Regions from separate parts of the Callithrix jacchus genome. Here region 1 is linked to region 2. Evidence: chromatin contacts called from public Hi-C data. All regions are on one chromosome and are shown on one strand. The core of a region is the stretch at or near the end of the contact, and the rest is flanking DNA. Distances in the headings are between cores, read along the strand shown. Region 1 holds the start of JARID2 (jumonji and AT-rich interaction domain containing 2). Region 2 overlaps JARID2 (jumonji and AT-rich interaction domain containing 2).

Evidence for each region. Hi-C and Micro-C count contacts between places; a contact is called where the count stands out from the background.
Region 1: a contact with region 2 is called in a Hi-C map of skeletal muscle, with 4 times the contacts expected there. The contact joins the promoter of JARID2 here to the enhancer-like site in region 2. A contact is called at or near these places in 2 of 3 Hi-C or Micro-C datasets (both in skeletal muscle).

The regions. Positions count from the first base shown.
Region 1 is chr4:15,487,139-15,493,028 of calJac240_pri, forward strand. JARID2 (jumonji and AT-rich interaction domain containing 2) reads right to left here and starts at 1,892. Exons shown (of 18, transcript XM_078368303.1): 1 at 1,757-1,892; 2 at 781-984.
Region 2 is chr4:15,294,993-15,300,327 of calJac240_pri, forward strand. The region is part of intron 3 of JARID2 (jumonji and AT-rich interaction domain containing 2); the gene reads right to left. Among named protein-coding and RNA genes, the nearest start is that of JARID2, 190 kb to the right of the region's middle. Within about 2 kb of position 4,044, at least 2 of the 16 cell types and tissues checked have an H3K27ac peak or open chromatin away from gene starts, as enhancers often do. A contact at or near this core is called in skeletal muscle, where this site is marked.

The DNA of each region.
Region 1 (5,890 bases), core at 642-3,141, 190 kb after region 2:
ACTATGCACAATTTAACTATTCCAAACCATTTAAATCTCTGAATAATCACCGAATTTCAGAAGCCCAGTTAAGAAAAAATGACTTGTAGTTACTTACATATGCATTCATACACACTTAAAAACATTAGCCATAGTGTGTGCCCTTTTCCCCTAGAACTGGAAATCATGAATTTTTCAAACAAAACCAGCCTCATTATTAAATTAAAGTCAAACCCAACAAATGCTTTCGCTGTAACATGATTCCCAACTGGTTTATGTTGCAAACCAGATAAGCCAAAATGACCACAGACATTAAATTTAATGTGCCAGTGCAAAGAGAAGATCGCCATAATCGGACCCTCGATTGCAACTTAAAGGGCTTCCAACAAACACGCGTTACACGATTTTTCCAAATAACATTAATAATAATAACACAGGCTCATTTGCATGCAAAGTGCAATATGGGGCCAAATCCGCTGGAGAATGCAGTTTAGTTACATTACCGAAGCCCCCGCCACCTCAAGCTCCACCAAAATCCCTTGCCTTTCATCTAAAACTAGATTATGGTTGTGTCATTCGAGGTCAATTTATTTACTTGAGGTATCTCTACACCAATCTGTTTTTTCAGCCAAACTAGGCAGACACCACTTTGCTTGAAAAGCCCTCTTTCAGAAAAGAAAGAAACAGCCTTATCGGACGCTGTGTTTAAAACCCTTCAGCTGCAGAATTATCTATAAACTTGACATTCACAGCCATTGCTTAAAACTGCAAGTCAAAGGATGTGTTGTTAGGAGCACTTACATATTTCTTCTGAATGATATTCCTCTTGGGTCTTTCCTTGCTCATTCTGAGATCCAAATGCTGATTGCAAAAGGGGACAATTGCTTCATGAATTTAAAGCCGTCAGAAATTTGCAAAAAAATATCCTGGTGGTTTTTATTGTTGTTGGTGGTGGTTGATCTTGTAATCCGACTTTTCTTCCTCTTCCCCCAAAGCCAGATTCGCCTTGAAATAAATCCGAAATTGGGAAGGAAAAAAAAAAGAGCCAAAGACGAACGAAGCAAACAAAAAAAAATTCACTTTAGTAAAACACTCATAATGGAAAATTTCCCCCGAAACACATACACACACACACAAAAAAAAAACCGACGCCCTTCACTCCCCCCCCTTTTTCCTCCAAAAACTACATCAGCGAAACGTGAAGGTCCTTAGTGTCTGATCCGTAGTTACATCTTGGAAAAGAAAAGGGAAAGATAAATAAAAAATGTTGGAAGTCACGTTTGTGCTGCAGCAGCAGTGCGAGCAGAAGAGTCAACTCCAGCGGCGGCGGCGGCGGCGGCGGCAGCACCACAGCGAGGGCTCGCCGAGTCTTTTTTCCAAGCCCCCTAACCAATGAGAGAGAGGCTATCCAGCCCAACTTTAAATGGACTCTGCTTTTATACAAGTTAGGGCTCCTCGGGTAATTCCCCGCCGGGCGCCAGCCGAAAACTCCCACCGCTCGGCCGCCAGGCGCCCGCTTAGCCCGGTGCCGACCGCCCCTGGCCCAGGCCAGGGCACCCCCGCAGCCTGGCCAACCAGACACCCGAGCGGCCTCGACGAACCCCTCCCAGGCAAGCCCTGGGCGTCGCTCCCACGCCGAGCACAGGCGTGAAATTGAGAGAGGCTCCCTAGCTCAATGCATGGCACGCTCCGTCGCTCCACCTCACCCCCTTTCCCCTGCCTGCCGCTCACCCCACGGCCGCCCCACGCCAGCACTCGCCACTGCCCTCGCGTCTACCTGCAGCCGGGCTGCTGGGTACGAGTGCCCCAAGGCGCCCGGCCCCGGGGAGAGCCGCCTATTCCCGGGGCACCTTAGAATGGTCCCCTTGATCTTCTGGAAGTTGTAGTCCCCCGACTACAAAATGGCTATGGCCACGGAAGCTGGGAACTACAATTCCCAGCCTGCCCCGCAAAGACTGTCACTCAACTCCCCTCCCTCCCTCGGCCCCCTCCCCCTCACCGACCGTGCCAACAAACGCTTGGACGTGTCCCGCGTGCGACACTGCTAGAGGCTGGCTCGGGATTGGCCCGCGGAGCGTGTGGTCCGCGAGCGAGGAACTCCCCACGCCGGCCCCCCTCCGGCCCCCCTCCCATGGCGGCCCCCTCCCCGCGCGCCCTACCCCCACCCGCGGCGCTAACCGCCTGTGGAATCGAGGAATCGCGCGCGCGCCCCCCAGAGCCGCGGGGGAGGGACGCGAGGCTTCCCCGGGGAAGGCCTCGGAGCGTGGCGGCGAGGGGGGCGGTGTCAGGGAGGGGTTGGAGCCCGTCCTAAGGAAAACTGGGCCACGCACCAAGAGGAATCCTCGGTGCGAACTAGTTGATCGGCGGCGCCTGCTGCTTGTGCAGTGCAGCCGGTGTCACCTCAGGACAGCGCCTCGCGTCTGTGTACAGAGCGTGCTGCGGGCGCCTGGGGTAGTCCCAGGTCACCCTTTCCGCGCCCCGCAGCAGCGCACACCCGCACGCGCAGGGTAGGCGGTGGCCGGGGTCGCCTCGTGGAAGGGCCACGCCCCCCCCACGCCTGGGCTCGCCACGTGGCTCCGCGGTCGCGAAAGCGCCTCCGCCCGACCCGCGAGGAGGACGTCCCTGGTGGCTCGGGAGTGAAGCCCTGGCTGCTGCCTCCCGAGAAAAGAGCTATGTTTAAAGAGACTGGGCGGGATCTTTGCTTTGCCAGGCGGATTTTGTGATAAAATACCGCAAAATGCTGAGGTAAAAATGAGTGGAATATGGAGACCGAGCCGCACAGACACACTGTAAGGAAGCATCTCGAACACTGAGTGCCAGGAATATCAAGTGCCCGGGCCACGGGAGAGCCTGCTTTTTACCTGCCTCCAGCCAGCCCCCTGTCGTGCTCGTTTAATCGCTGAAATAAATGAAGTAGCAGGCCCTGGCGTACCGCTTTGGGCCTTCGCCTTATTAACAACTTCGTCAAGTCTCGCATTGCCATTCTGCCTTGTTAATTTCCTTGTTTTTCGCTGTGGTTTTAGAGGAGCAGCGTCTTCCATTCTCAGGCTAGCCTTGGAATGAAACGTGGCAGAAGCGCTCCCACGGAGGCACACCCGTATATTTTATTCTACCAATTCCCTAGACTTCAAAAGTCTATATACTCGGGTCACACAGTTGTTTACTTGCAGCAGTGTTTGAAGAGATAACCATGGTGTCTAGAAAGGTCTCAGAAACCCGAGGTGAGAGACCAGACCTGGATTCACATGGCAGCGGAGAGCCTCTCTGAGCTTGTCAGTTTCCTCATCTGCGAATTAGTGGTGATCAAACCTGTGGGGAGGATTATATGATAAATAACTAACCTAGCTTAAAGCTAGGCACGTTACTGGAAGCTTTTGGTAAACGAAATAAAACGCCTTTTCGGAAGGGTTTTTAGTTATTATTTTACCTTATCAAAAAATCTGAAATCAAATAATTGTCTCATGTTCACTTCAAAATCGGAAAAATAAATGACCTTTTGTGCCCTGAATACTGCAAAACTTGTTCTGTTCGCTGGTGCCATTTCCTGGGAAGGATCCAATGGGGCAGACTCCAGTAGGGCCACCCAAGGTGTTTTCAAAAGACTCTGATCAATAGGACTGGCATACTGGGAATCTCCACATCTCCACGTTGTTAACATTTTAAACAGCTTTCTGTAAGTTTAACGCAGATCTCTCATTCCCCAGGCAAATATTAATGAACAAAGGTGGGTTTCTTCTGGGTTCCCCTAACTAGCCCTGGAGACTGGACTTTTCGGTCCTGGGCCGGCAAACTCCCCTTCCAGACTACCAGCTCTGGGTCACCTGGTGTGAGAAACCATTGTGTGAAGTTGAGGCCTCAGGGCAGGGGAAAGGAAGGAATTTGCTCATTTCCAAAAGATTTGAATAATATTAGTGTTGTTTTCCCTGAAAGGGAAAAAGATTGGCCTTCTTAGCGGTTGAAAGTCTTTCCTGTTGTGGAAATAGACTACTCCTAATGAACTTCCTCCCCCTACCATCTTGGCAAGGCCATCCAAGGCTTTCCTTGCTTTTTCCTCCTCTTTTTCATTTTCTGTAAGTCAAATGCACTCTTTCTCCTGCTGATTTTCACATCTCAAAGCCTTGACCTCTTCAATTGGAGGGGCAGGGGTGAGAACATGTCTAGGTATGTTGATTCTGTTAGACTGTATGCCAGCACTGTCCTCATTCCTAAGGATACAGGAAGCTCAAAAGTCCTTTTCGAAGAAGCACACAGCTCAGAAGAGGCAAAATTCGCCAGGTGCATTGGCTAACGCCTGTAATCCCAGCACGTTGGGAGGCTGAGGCAGACAGATCACGAGGTCAATAGATCGAGACCATCCTGGCCAACATGGTAAAACCCCATCTCTACTAAAAATACAAAAATTACCTGGGCATGGTAGTGTCCGCCTCTAGTCCCAGCTACTGGGGAGGCAGGAGAATTGCTTGAACCCAGGAGTCAGAGGCAGCTGAGATATCGTGCCACTGCACTCTAGCTGGCAATAAAGCAAGACTCCATCTCAAAAAAAAAAAGGCAGAGTTTACAATGGATTGTGATATCTCCACAAAGTACTATATCAGCAATGTAGAAAAGAAGGTAAAAAGAACACATGGCTAAGGCCGGGCTCAGTGGCTCAAGCCTGTAATCCCAGCACTTTGGAGGCCGAGGCAGGTGGATCACGAGGTCAAGAGATCAAGACCATCCTGGTCAACATGGTGAAACCCCGTCGCTACTAAAAATACAAAAAATCAGCTGGGCATGGTGGCGCGTGCCTGTAATCCCAGCTATTCAGGAGGCTGAGGCAGGAGAATTGCCTGAACCCAGGAGGAGGAGGATGTGGTGAGCCTCTATCACACCATTGCACTCCTGCCTGGGTAACAAGAGTGAAACTCCATCTCAAAAAAAAAAAAAAAGAACACATGGCTGAGATGACTAGGTGTGAAGGAGTTTTGAAGTATGTGGAGGGGTTCACATACATACTTAAGGAAAGTGCATATTTCACCCCTTTGCATCGCATCCTGTTTGCTTACGTTCTCCACTTTTAACGATTCCAGTTCTCTCTAAATAAAAACGAAACTCACTAAAGTCAGAGATGATGTTGTTTACTTCTCATACCCTCCGAAGCTCCAAAACATTCATCGCATTTGAAAGAGGTCCAGTAAATGCTTACCGGTGAATATTTCACCAAATCTGTAATGCCCTACTGTTTAGACTATTGCCTGACCTTTAGTCTCCCACCATCATCTCTCATTCCATTCTGGAACTTTGCTAGTTTTCCTCTTGCATTATCTAACTCCAATGTACTACTATACATTTTTCAAGACCCCAACTTCAGGCCTATTTCCAATTCAGCCTGACTGCTTGGCCTACTCATTCCTAGATTTTCATTGCCCGTGTCATTTCGGCCACTTTTTTTGAGCTTTAAAATTTTGTCCTGAGGCTGAGTGTGGTGACTCACATCTGTAATCCCAGCACTTTGGGAGGCCGAGGCAGAAGGATAGCCTGAGCTCTGGAGTTTGAAACCAGCCTGGGTAACATGGTGAAACCCTTTCTCTAGCAAAACAAAACAAAACAAAACAAAAAAACCATATATATATATATATATGCATATATATATATATACACACACATATATATATATATATAAACCATATATACACACACACACACACACACACACAAATTAGCTGGACATGGTGGTCCGGGCATGGTAGTGCCTGTAGTTCCACTTACTTGGGAGGCTTAGGTGGGAGGATGGCCTGAACCCAGGAGGCTGAGGTTGCAGTGAGTGGACATTGCACTACTGCACTCCAACCTGGGTGACAGAGAGACCCTGAAAAAAAAAAAGTGCTCTGTGTTGTATTATTTTCTGATCATGTCATGTGTATATCCTCTA
Region 2 (5,335 bases), core at 2,794-5,293:
GCTGAAAGACAAAGACTTCCTGTTCAATTAAGTCCTTCATTAATCCCTCCTGCTTAAGCCCATTTTCCTTGTCTGTAGACAGGAAATAATAAAGCCACAAAGTCAGCCTCCTTCCGAGTGGCTTAAACCCTCCAAAGGATCCATCCTAGGTCCCTCACAAAGCCTCACTATCCACTTGTTTTCTCTGGATGGAATTACAAAACAGAGGGAAGGGTGATCAAAAATGCAAAGGAAAGTGAAAGACGTGGGAGAGAATACACTCTACAAGAGCCTAACAAAACATGGCAGCAGGGGTGCAAGTACAGGAGGAAGGCAGAGACCCCCGCAACACACTTAGAAACCTCCACTACCAAGGCAGCCATTGATAGGAATTTTGAGCTAAAGACTTTTTAAATGAGTAACATCCAAACTCTTACCTTTCACCCAGGCTCAGGCCCAGCTTCACTGAGTCCTCTCGCACCTGCAGTAATTAATGTTGATGATGCTTCCTATGAGAGGCACTGTAGCTGGGTTTTCTGACAGCTCCATTCTCCCCTGTTCTACTGCCCGAAACCATAATAAACTTTCAGTGCAGCAGAGAGAAGCATACTGTGGAGGGAACCCGATTCCTAGCTCTTTTCAAGCTATACTGCACCACCACAGGAAGGCAAGCCACCACTCAAGAGAGAAAAGGTAACATTTGTCGAAAGGATCTTCTAAGGGGGCGCTGTAAGAAGGAACCACGAAAGCAAAGGAGTTGGAACTGTAAGAAAAATAGTCACATTTTGTTCAACTTGGTCAGGAACAATGATATGCCGAGGAATCATGGAAATTAACTCCATGCTTCTCCACTCTGCAATTCACAGATGAGAAAAGCTAAGTATGTACACCTCCCTCACTGCCGGCTTCAGCACAGTGCCTATGCCCGCCAACTGGGCAAATGCAGAATCATGTTCATAAAGATGTGGGTGACAGGTGCTGGGAGGGGGAGATGCATAACTACTCTCTTTATAATGCAACTCTCCAATTCTGCCAGTCTAAACATGCCCTAATGGTCTCCCTGTGATCAAAGAGGCATCCATCTTTAACCGTGTCAATTCACTGCCAAACTCCACACTCCCAGCTATACATCAGTACTGGGGAGGGTCACTGAGGCCCCAGCTCCAGCAATTTGTAAATGAGAACACGTGCAGCTGGACACTTCAAGCTTCCTCCCCACCCCATCCCCCACCCATGTCCAAAATACTCTCAGAAAGCAGCTATAATAACCTCATACCAAGAACAGGCCCCAAGACATTCACCCTGGGGAACTTGTAGGTTTGAAAAACAATAGTAATCTATTTTCACTGCTTCTTCCTCAAGTCTATCTCTTTGGTCTTAAAAGGGTCCAGAATTAGCCATTCCGGCATAAAGATTATTTTGAGCTAAACAGCATCTGAGTTCCTTAAATTCTTTATCTGCCTAAAAGCAGAGCCTCCCAAAAGAACTCGAACGTCATAAATCCCCTTGCTGGGGGCAACTGACAGACACTGACACAAAAATATTCTATCTTCTATCTATTCTGCTAAAGGCCCACTTATCTTTCCAAAAATTCACTTGTTCTTCCTAAGTGGGCTTTCTCCACCCTTTCTAACAATTCATTTGTCCTCCCAGAATTGCCTTCCCCCCCACCCCACACCCCATTAGGATGGTAAATTCTAACCTCCTAAGAGTCACATTTCGTTGTTAACTCAAATCTGTCTTTTTTTCTTCTTGCTAATCCATCTTGCATCCATTTAGTAGACTCCCCAAAACTGAACTTAAGTGGGTAGAGAAAAAAGTCCCTCCTTTTTTTTTTTTTTTTTGAGACAGAGTTTAGCTCTTTCGCCCAAACAGGAGTGCAGTGAAGTGATCTCCGCTCACTGCAACCTCTGCCTTCTGGTTTCAAGCGATTCTCCTGCCTCACCCTCAAGTAGCTGGATTACAAGTACTCGCCACCACACCCGGCTAATTTTTTTGTATCTTTACTAGAGATGGGTTTTCACCATATTGGCCAGGCTAGTCTCAAAGTCCTGCCCTCAGGTGATCCGTCCGCCTCGACCTCCCAAAGTGCTGATATTAAAAGTGTGAGCCACTGCACCCGGCAAAAGTCCTTTTTTTAAAGAAGTGTTTCTTCTAATTTTTATGTTATACAACTTTAGAAGTAGGGAATGTCACACAAATTAGCACTGCAGATAGACAAGCCCAGTAACTAACTAGCTTAAGGCGGGACTTTCACAAAGTAAGTGTTAAGAGACAGTGCGTGTGAATGAGGAACTGAGGCCAAGGGTTCATGGTATGGTTGAGTTGGACAGAAAATGGGACAGACCTTAGAGAATGGGCAGTGAAGCAGTCACAGGCTCTGCCTTTCAAGTCGAAACAGGAAGGCTTAGGTTTCATGAAGTGTGACGTAATCCAGTCACAGCATGACAACATGAAGTATGACCTAGACTACCCAACGGGGTCAGCAGAGACTGCCATTCCCAACCAGCCCCTCAAACAACCTCCCTCTGGAACAGAAATTGGCTTGGGAACTCAATCATTCACCACAACGAGAACAGACAACCTTGCAGCCCTGGGCTTCCCAGGAGAATCTATGCTGCACTCAACAATAAAACCATAACAGCACACAGCTAAAGGACAGGGTGGCCTGCAATTAATTAGGCTCTAAGAAAGTCCTGGATATGCTGGGAGGGGCCCATTTAGAGCTCCGTAAGTCTAAGACCTATGAGACGAGGTGAGCACTCGAACGCTCTCTCAGGGAAGTACAGTCCACTGGAATCTCCTTCTCCCCTAAACTGAACTCATTATAACTGAATGGGAAAAAGACAGATAACAAACATCAGCATGGAAAAAAAACTTCACAAGGAAAGCCATCCAAGCAGGGGTCCACACCATTAGACTTAGAAGCCTAGAAACAGATCGCTGGGATTTTTCTAATCCCATGCTTCTCAAACTGGGCCTTTCAATGAGGGTGGATGGCAACTAGTTACACAGGAGTGCTGGCCATAGAACGGTGTGGTCCCTTTAAATGACAGGGAAGGCGGGAAAGGAAGTGCTGGGTAGATGAAGGGAGTGGCCTGTGACTAGGGCTCTACCCCCAGGGACCTAGGTGAGGACAGGCCCTGTGCCTTCCTGCCCAAATGTTTTGTTTTCCACGATCAACCTGCCCGGCCACGCCCCTACCCTGGGCCTTTGAAAACCAGCCAGGTGCAGTGGCTCACACCTGTAATCGCAGCACTTTGGGAGGCAAGTGGTTCACAAGGTCAGGAGATCAAGACCATCCTGGCCAACATGGTGAAAACCCATCTCTAATAAAACAAATACATACACACACAAAATTAGCTCGGCATGGTGGTGCACGCCTGTAATCCTAGCTACTCAGCAGGCTGAGGCAGGAGAGTCACTTGAACCTAGGAGGCAGAGATTGCAGTGAGCCAAGATCATGCCACTGCAATCCAGCCCTGGTGACAGGGCTAGCAGGGAGAGAGACTCTGTGTCAAAAAAGCAAAAATCAAAACGAAAAACCTGAGACCTTAAAAAGGCAGAGACACAAGCAGCTGGACGTCCTGAGAAACACATCGGCGGAAAACAACACACGATGTGTGACACACGATGTGGCTGTGGAGAGCAGGCCACAGAAGAACACTGGCAGGCCGGCAAGCCATCGACCAGCAGGCCTCAGGGAAAACCATCTCCTTTCTGGCTCCCCCATCTGGTGAGAGCTACTTCTATTCAATAAAACCTTGCACTCATTCTCCAAGCCCACGAGTGATCCAATTACACCAAGGCAAGGAACAATGGGTCACAAAAATCCCTCTGTCCTTGTGATAAGGAAGGGGGTCTAACTGAGTGAGCACAAGCCATATATAGACAGCAAGCTAAAAGCTGCTGAGGCAGGCAAAGGAGGAGGTGAGGCAGGAGCTGAGGCAGCAGGGGCACATGGCTGACAGTGAGGTCATGGATGCCCTTCACGAGACCATGGCTGCCTGACAGAAGCAGCAGACTTCCACCAAGAAAGAAAAGGACCAGGCCTGGAAGATTTTGAAGGATCCGGAGAGGATCCTGAAACTGCTGGATGGGGAGCCCTCGCCCCTGCTTCAGGCTGCCTTCTTTAGCCTGGGGGATGGGAGCGGAGGCCCACTTCCTTCTTTGTGCACAGGAAGTAGTGGCCTGGGTCTGTCCCTCAAATGTAGGCAGTCTCTGGAGGACCATGGCCCTTTCCCCGAGGCCTTCTGGTCTAGCTCTGTACAACCAGGACACAGGAAGCCCTGCTGGGCTGGCCTGAGGCATAGTCTCTGCTTGGTCCCCAAGATTGGGGGGGCGGGAGGGGCCTTAGTTTCTGGGTCTTGCTCTTCCTATTCTCTGCCATCCCCCGCTCCCTAACCCCCTAACCCTCTCTCACACTCAAGGAGGACTTCTCCCTTGTGGTTTTGTAAAGCGCAACTTAAGAATAAAGTGACTGCTGTGGTTTTTCAAAAAAAAAAAAAAAAAAAAAAAAAAAAAACCCTTTTAACACATGCCCACCCAGACCTTCAGCTGTAAATTCACCCCTAGACACTGCCGTGGGGTTGGAGCCCCACAGCCTGCACCTATGCTCCCCTAGAGGTATAAGCATAGGGGCACTGAAGAAGTGAGGCACACCCCCATCCCAAGCCCTGAGAGCGGGACAAGGGAACCTTCCCCATTTCACTAGAAGCCGTAAAATGTAGCAACGCTTTTCTGTGTTTTCTGCTACCTTTGAGATTGGTTTGCTCTTTCGGATTGGTTTGAGGATAAATTTGGAATTCTTCATCCTCAGGGCACTGAAAATCCAATGTGTCAACCAGCTTAAACTGTTAATCTGCTCGACTTCAAATAAATAAAATGTATTTACTTAAAATTTAAAAATTAAATGTAGCAAAGCATGGCATCGTGAGTCCCTTTCAGGAATACCGCAGGCCAAGATATTCAAGCAAGTCATTAAAGGTGTCAATGAAATAAACAATTTACTGACAGAAAATCTAAGAGCAAAACCTGGAACCAAACCTACCCGTGGAGAAACGACCCCATTTTTGTGCTTGTGACACAAACAAACCTGAACTTGATTTCCCTGGCACTGGCAGTGGCGGGGAAGGTGGCATGCTACCACCCTCCAAGCCCTAACATACGGCTCTAACAGGAGGCAACTTTTTTACATGAAGCTAGGATTCCCACAGGCTGCATGTCTTTCCTGACAAGCTGAAAAACTTAAGGGGTGGTCATGACAATTTGGAATCCAAAAATCATCTCTCAAGACCTGAATTGAGTTTAAATAATGTTGGACTGATGACACTCTTAAGGTATATAGCAAAAACAA